Regions from separate parts of the Monodelphis domestica genome. Here region 2 is linked to region 1. The links are chromatin contacts, called in public Hi-C maps. All regions are on one chromosome and are shown on one strand. The core of a region is the stretch at or near the end of the contact, and the rest is flanking DNA. Distances in the headings are between cores, read along the strand shown. Region 1 holds the start of BAHCC1 (BAH domain and coiled-coil containing 1). Region 2 has its middle 76 kb from the start of BAHCC1.

Region 1 (3,757 bases), core at 441-2,940:
CACGGTCATTGGGGCCTGTACGTGCAAACGGCCGTTTTACTTCCCTAGGAACTGGAAGCCGGAGCATCAAAGAAGAGCAGTCGCCACTTTTGCAAACAGCCACGTCCATCCCCTCAAAATCATTTAATGAATTTTCTTTCTCAGTAATGAAAATATACTTTCCCCTCACCAAGCTTTGCCGCCAAAAGAATGGAGTTCTTTTCAGGCAGTGGGGAAAGGAGAGCAAAAATTTCCCCTTGGAGTAAGTATTCGCTTTTGCCCCTCGAGAGGTTAGCCCCCATAACCTTCTCCCTCCTGTCAAGTGCGCAGGAGATGTAGTGGGGGGAGTTGGGAGTGGGTTAGGATGGTGCAGCTTGGCTGCGGTGGGACAAACGTTCGAACCATAGCTCCCAGTTCCGATCGCTACTAGTTTTGCTTCTTGACTGGGGTATCAGGTCCAGATACTGGTTCAAATTGAGGAGGAACTCAGCAACTTGTAAGGCAAACATGTGGTTCCTTGGGAGCAAGATTTCATGTTTAGAATAGAAGGAAAATGAAGCCAACCTGGAATCTAGATTATTTTTTAAACCTTTCTTCAATCCAAGGCCCACAACCAAGAGGTGGGCTGCAGGGGGAAAATAGGTTTCCCATGTCTATCTACTTTGACTTTTTGCCCTTAATGTTATTATTACTTATAATGTGCAAAATGCAAAGATAGAAAATCTTTACCAGATCAAGGAACGAATTCCCAAAGCCTTACTGATACTTCTTCATCCCTTGGGATAGGGTGGCTGAATATATATGTATATATACATATATCTTTTATATATATTAAATAAATAGCCTTTAATGTCCATGCAAAAGACTCCTAGTTTAGGAGGGCAAACAAACAAATAAAAAACCACAGACACTACTAAGGCAGTAATTATTATTATTTTTTTTAAAATCTCAGTGTGTGTGAGGGTAACAAACACGTTTAATGAAAAGAAAAACTCTCTTAGAGCCAACAGTCTAACCCCAAAGGATGGATAGTCAGTGGGCTGGGCTAGGAAAATTTTTTCAGAAGCAAGATCCTGATGGAGGGTGGGGTGGAAAAAAAGTAGGGAACTGATGGGGGTGGAGGGAAATGGAGGGCGTGCTCTTTTTTTTTTTTTCCTGGAAAGGACCGGGTCTGGAGAAAAGGGTTTGAGAAAAGTTAAAGGTAAGCTCTGGATGGGCGAGCCATCTCTGCCTGCATTGCACCCGCTGAGGGGAGTAGCTCAGCGGCTGAGGACACAGAATGGGGCGGATCTGCATAAAGCCGAGCCTGAAACCCTGCTCTGGTGGGTCCCCATCACGTCCCATGAAGCTTTAGTCTCCCAAGCGGCAGAGGGGGGTGGTGGGGAAGGCCGTGTGTTTTTCTTCGGGGGAGAAGGGTTGGAGAGGAGAAACACTGAAGGTGGAGGAGAGAAGAAAGCTGGGGTAGGGGGAGTTTCCTCCCCATCTCCATAAGGAAAACCCCCTACATCGCAGGAGCAGCCACGCGGCAGAGAACGAAAGAAGAAATGCCAAGCCGCCCCAATCCAAATCAAAGCCACCTACCGGGATTGGCGGTCCACTCAGAGGATCAAGGTCCTGGCGGAATCTCCCCGGGGAGATGGCCTCTCCAGACTCCGAATCCAGGGTCGGGAAGGGAGGGGGGGGGGGGAGTGCTGCACGGCACCCAACACCTCGAAGACTTGTCCTGGAGGAAGGATCCACCCCCTCCCCCAAGTAAAGTGGGAGTTGCTCTGGATCTCCAGTTGAGCAGGGAATTTGGAGGTTTGAAAAGATAACTTTTTTAAAAATCGAGATGTGAGATTTTATTTTATTTTTATTTAAATCCTCCCGAGGCTGCAGCTCCTGCGTCCCCTACCTGCTAGCACCGAGTAAATCCCATTCCATTAGAGCGGGGAGGCGGCCAGGCGCTCCATAACCACAAATTTATGGCATGGGTGACGTGCTTCCCTCTCCCACAATGGGGCCCGGTGACATTAAACAGAAAATTGATGAGAGAGAAGCGAAATCTAATCTCTTTTCCACCTCTACGCCATTTCTTCTTGCATTTTCTGGTGGGGGGGTTAGTTAGGGGGAGGGGAATTGGAAAGGAAGAGAGACATCGCTGAGTTCGCGGCACAAGGTTATTCCTTCTTAATTCATTTTTCCTTTCAAGGGAGGTGCGGGGCAGGGGAAAGGGGGGGAGGGGTGCGCCTTGCTTTAGCCCCTAAGTGGCCGTCATATGATCTTTTCGTATATTTTCAAGCGGAATTGCGGCTCCCTTTTCGCGCTACCCATTCCGGGAGAAATGTGGAGGGCGTGAGGGGTAGGAGTGGAGAAGAGCACTCTACCTTATAGAAAAATCCAGGGTGGGGGCCGCGGCGGCGAATGCGGAGAGAAAGGAGACAACGGCTATCTGTGTCGTGCCCAATTGCGGCCATTGCGACCCCCCCTTCCTTTTACTATCCCAACCCCCATTTCAGCCCCTGGGGAATGGTCCGCCGTTCCCCCAATCCCCTTTTGATTGTACGGCCGCTTTCCGCTTTGGTGGCCCCCGTCCCAACCGCCAGGACTAGAAGCCTGGGAATGGGATAGAAGGGCAGGAACCCCCAAAGAAACTTCCAGTACCTGGCGGAAACTCGGTTTTGCGGGGATCTCCGCATATTTCTGAATATGGGCCCAGGGCGGGGAACCACAGAGCTCCGGAGCATCCCAGAAATTCCCCTCTGCCCTGCCCTTAAAATCCTCTCTGGCCAAAAAAAAAAAAATGACCACACGAGACACTCTTGGAAGTGCTTGCCAAACAGCAGCAGCGCTTTACTGCCTCGCGACCCGCCTTGCTTTACCTTCGCCTGGCAGCACATCACTATACGGCGCTTCCCCGTTTTGCACCCGGCGGTTCCTGGCACAGGCCCAGGGACTAGAGAGCCGGCGTAGCTTGGAGTTCGCCGCCTTACTTTCTTAAAGGCGCCACGCCACTGTGGCTCTCGCAGTCTCTGCCTTCCTCCATTATATTCTCTCAACCTCCTCCCTCCAGTAGTCTTTTGTCCTCGTATCCAGAAAGGTCACTGCCTGGAGACCGCTGAGCCCGGGAAGGAGACGCAGCACCCAGTGGTCTTGCTATAAGGCGGAATAAAAACGGGCGCTCCTCTCTCTCTCTCTCTCTTTCTCTCTCTCTCTCTCTCTTTCTCTCTCTCTCTCTCTCACATACACACACACACATACAAACACACACACACACACACACACACACACACACACGCTCTTCAAGGCAAGATCTTTCTCACAGAGCTTGCAAAAATTTCCTCTTCCTTTTCGGATCTTCATCAGAATGTTCTCCCTCAGGCCCAAGGACACACCCTCAATTTGGGGAGGTTAGTTGACCCCACCGACCCAAGGCAAGGGATAAATTCAGGATATTTCAGTATCCAGGTCTAACTCTTCATCTCAAGTAGACAATCTGGGCAATAATGTGGACAATAATAATGAAAAGTCACCAAAACCTTTGCTTTGGTTATTTGGCTTTTTCGGACAGACAAAGGTGTACTTCGAGTTTAAAATGGGATTAATGTCCAGATTTTCGAAAAAAGAAAAAATATATATTCTGGAAACTACAAGTCTATAAGCTTGATTTTGACCCTTAGCAACATTCTAGGGTGGATCATTAGAGGTCTTTTCTTTAATCAACTTCAAAAGGAAAGAGGCAATCACTAAGGAACTAGCATGGGTTCGCTAATATCAAGTGATGGCAAACTAATCTCTT
Region 2 (3,821 bases), core at 253-2,752, 76 kb after region 1:
TTCACACAACTAAATAGTGCAGGACTTGGGAGGGGGAACAAAAAGTTTTCTGACTTTTGAGTGATTTTCCTAATGTCTATACTATGAATCACCACAAAGTTTCCATTTGCTATCTAGGTAGGCACTATTAAAAAAAAAAAGGTGTGATCTGGGAGGTAATTTAAGGGGTCATCTAATTAGAACTTTATTCTCATTTGGCTATTTTTTGGAATCTTTAAACCTAGATGGTTTGACTTTGCAACAATCCCACCACTTGCCTAAAGGTATTTGTATATATATGTATGTAAATACATATACCTAACTCTAAAACTAAAACTAAAGTTTTTTTTATACTTGGGGACACCACGGTGTAGAAAAAAAGCAGGGTAAACAATTGCTGATCTCAAATGCTTTGAGATACTACCTGTAGAATATTCTCAAGTTATTCTTAAAAACAACACAGTTTCAGTCTTTGTAACAATTCTTAGGAAGGACAGAAGGGCAAAGACTAGGCAAACAGGGTTAAGTGACTTACCCAGAGTCACACATCTAGGAAGTGTCTGAGGTCGGATTTGAACCCAGGTTTTCCTGCAGGCTTGGTTCGCAATGTGTAACTTAGCTGTCCCTCAATCAAATTATTCTTGTGCCTAATTTTTGTCGAAGATAACCAGAGTTATCCTTCTGGCTTTATCGATGGTATTTTAGTTTAGCCCTTCTACACTAGGAGGGAGAAATACGGAAATTTAGAAACCCAAAAGAAAGTTGAGCCAGTTTTTCTTTAGTGAATTTAGTCACCACCACCACCCCCCCCCCCCAAAGGAAAAATTTAAAGATATGCATCATTCCTACTTCTTTTCTTCCTTCAATCCAGACTTAAGAGTGTCAGGCTGGGGGGAGGGGGGAATTTTCAAATATCCGCCAAACACACAGGCAACGAATTTAGTGGTACAGTAGTATAGTAGCTCTCCTTGGATTAAGTTGAAAAAGCTAAAGGTACGAAGCCGGGAGAGTCAAAAGCCCGAAGCTCCTATGGGCTACGAACTCTCACCACCAACTAGGCGATTGGATCCACCCCTTGTAGAAGATTGTGGCTATTTCCTAGCTCTCATAGGCTGGGGCTCCGGGCACAAACAAAGGGAGAGTCTTTCATGGTGCAGGATTGGTTGAGGAAGCTGAGTGTGTGAGAAATGAAGTTGGGCTAGGGAGGAGGAGAGGTGGTGTTCATCTTGGGGGAGGGGAAAGGGTGTTTGCAAGATTTAAGGTGGTTCTTGATTTGTCCCAGGCTAAGAAGCCGCACCGCTCTTAGATTAGTCTATACCTGCTACTCAATAAGGGACTGGGTGAAAAGAGAGTTCCGACAACATCTGGATACTAGGGTTAGTACCGAAATCAACGCTGACTGAATACTAACTGCAAGGTTTGAATTAGGGATTTTTTTTTTTGTCATCCTAAAGGGATAGGTCCCACCTCCTTAAAGAGGCGTGGCGAAGTACTTCCATTGACTAAATAAGCCCGCGTGGGAAATGCAAGACGGAAGAAGCAAAGCCCTCCCTTCCCCCAACCCCTCAGCCTTCCCGCCTCCCCCCTCCCTCCCCTTGTCTCCTGCCACCACTCCCGTGCCTTCCTCCCTCCCCTCCCCTTCTACCTCTCGCCTGGGATACTCCCAGACAGAATCCGTGGCTGCCGACACCTCCTTTTCTCCGCCTGCTCTTACTCTCGCCGCCTCCTCTTTCCCCGGGGGTGAGACCTGGAGCTGGAAGCTGCTGTAGGAGGCAGCGCCTGGGGTTTGCATTTCGGCGGCTCTCCGAGCCAGGATCTGGAGAAAGCTGAAGGTGGCGGCGTAGGCAGCAATTTGTGTGGAGCCACTGCCTGGTGGGTGGCTGAGCTGGCTGTGGCTGGGAAGAAGATGGAAAAGATACTGGCAACTCCCAAAGGCTATGGAGACGAGAAGGGGGTACCTGCGCCACCCCGCCTGCGTCACTGGATTCTTCGAAACTCGCCGCTGGCAGATAGAGAATCTGGGCTTTCCTTAAATGTCTTTCTTGGGGGCTCCCCCAAGTGCTTTGACTGAGAACCTCCATCCCCCCAACTTTTCCTGAGGCTTTAACAGATATTCGCTGCCACAGGATGGGAAATAGTCCAGACCTGGTGACCTCCCAAAGGTACAGTTGAGCCAGGAGCCGAGCAGAGGTGCAAAAGAAGAACCGGCAAGGGCTGGGAGACCGAACTGGAGTTGACTGCTCAAAGCCAAATGGTACATGACCTGCGGACAGTGCCGAGTGGAATCGGGAGCTACACCTCTCCCTACCCACTCTGTGGCTTTTTTTTTTTTCTTTAAGTGATAAGAAAGAAATTTTTTTTCTATCCATGGCAAAAGGATGTCTCCTTACCCACACCCACACCCCAAAAACCGGTCAGCCAAGGAGAATCCCCACAAGCGGGATGGTCTTGGTTATTGCAGAATAACTCTGCTGAAGCTTGGCGGGGAGGAGAGATGGGATGGGGGTGGAGTGGGGGGTCGTAAATTCCTTCTCTGTAGCTTTCGGAAGCTCTGAAGGGTCAGAAGCTCAGGAGAGTTGCCAGGTACGTGCGGTTTTCATTATTATTATTATTATTTTTAATTTTCTCTCCAAAAGAAAAGAGAGAATAAAATCGCCGCTGGTGTGTAAGTGGTTTTCTTGTAAACGTGTCTTTACTCGGGGTTGGGGATCGGAAGCAATTAAGCCACTGTGGGAGCTGAGTTATAGGCTGGTTCCAGCTTCGCAGCCCCGCAATACAGACCTTATTCAAACTCCAAACGCATGCTGGGGCCGGGGGCTCGGGTGGGGGAATGGGGAGGGGGAGAAAGGATGCAATGGTTGGAGTGAATTCCCCTCCTGTAGCCTCGGGTTTCCAGCCAAAAAAACTGCAGCCGGTTCAAGAGTTCCCAAACATTTTGAGCCTTAGCGCTTTGTTTTCTGAGGACCACAGTCTCAGCTTTTCCTCAAAACCCGCCTAGATTTGGCCTTTGCTGGTTGGGTCTCCGGGAACTTGGTATTGCATTGTGGAAAGAACCGGCATAGCTCCCCTACAAGCTTCCTCATCACTTTTCCCGTGGAGTACTTCTCCCTTGGCTAATCATTCTTTCTTTCCCACCCTTGTGTCGGCTTCCCTTCCCCCACTCACTTCCAACAAAAACCCGTCCAATTTCTTTTTTAAGGGAAGGAAAAGCACCCAAGTTTAGCGTTTTTCTTTAAAATTCCCTCCAACCATCTTTTGAGAGCTACCTTTTTGAAAAAGAAACGAAATATGGAAAGAACAGGAAGTCCATTTTATGTTATCTTTAAAGAGGGCTTATCATCCCCCCCCAAAAGTTATAGATGAGAAAAAGATTTCTCCCCTTCCTAATCCTAGTTAAGAATTAAAAAATTTTGCATTTAATTTGATTTCTTTGAAGACTTTCTGTTTCGTGTAAGTAGGAGAGATAAAGTTCTTATTTAGCTGGGAACTTGGTATGCCAGATCTCTTCCTGAAAGCCCCCTCCAGGTGAAATGTATTTAAATCTAGGCCGGAAAATGAATAATATTTAGTGATCAGGAAGAAAAAACTTTGGCTCCTTTTTTATCCTTCCCATAAATTAAACAGAACAAAGGGTCTGAGCCCAACAGAGGAAGAGACGAAAATGAGGACTGGGAATTGTCTCCAATGGAGGCAAGTTTTGAAAAATAGAACTAAAAAAGTTTGTCTCCTGACACCCCGGATGCTACACCTTCCTTTAAATTTTTGCTCCCCCCAATTTTTTTTAAATGTAGTGGAGTGGGGTTGGGGGCGGGGAAGAAACAGATAAATCTCTAATGCAGATG

Evidence for each region. Hi-C and Micro-C count contacts between places; a contact is called where the count stands out from the background.
Region 2: a contact with region 1 is called in a Hi-C map of spleen and liver, with 4 times the contacts expected there. The contact joins the enhancer-like site here to the promoter of BAHCC1 in region 1. A contact is called at or near these places in 2 of 2 Hi-C or Micro-C datasets (limb and spleen and liver).

Annotation. Positions count from the first base shown.
Region 1 is chr2:232,257,326-232,261,082 of mMonDom1.pri, forward strand. BAHCC1 (BAH domain and coiled-coil containing 1) reads right to left here and starts at 1,691. Exons shown (of 28, transcript XM_056817346.1): 1 at 1,561-1,691. LOC130457268 (a long non-coding RNA gene) reads left to right here and starts at 2,049. Exons shown (of 3, transcript XR_008916444.1): 1 at 2,049-2,137.
Region 2 is chr2:232,333,484-232,337,304 of mMonDom1.pri, forward strand. No RefSeq gene overlaps it. Among named protein-coding and RNA genes, the nearest start is that of BAHCC1, 76 kb to the left of the region's middle. Within about 2 kb of position 1,503, at least 2 of the 2 cell types and tissues checked have open chromatin away from gene starts, as enhancers often do. A contact at or near this core is called in limb, where this site is marked.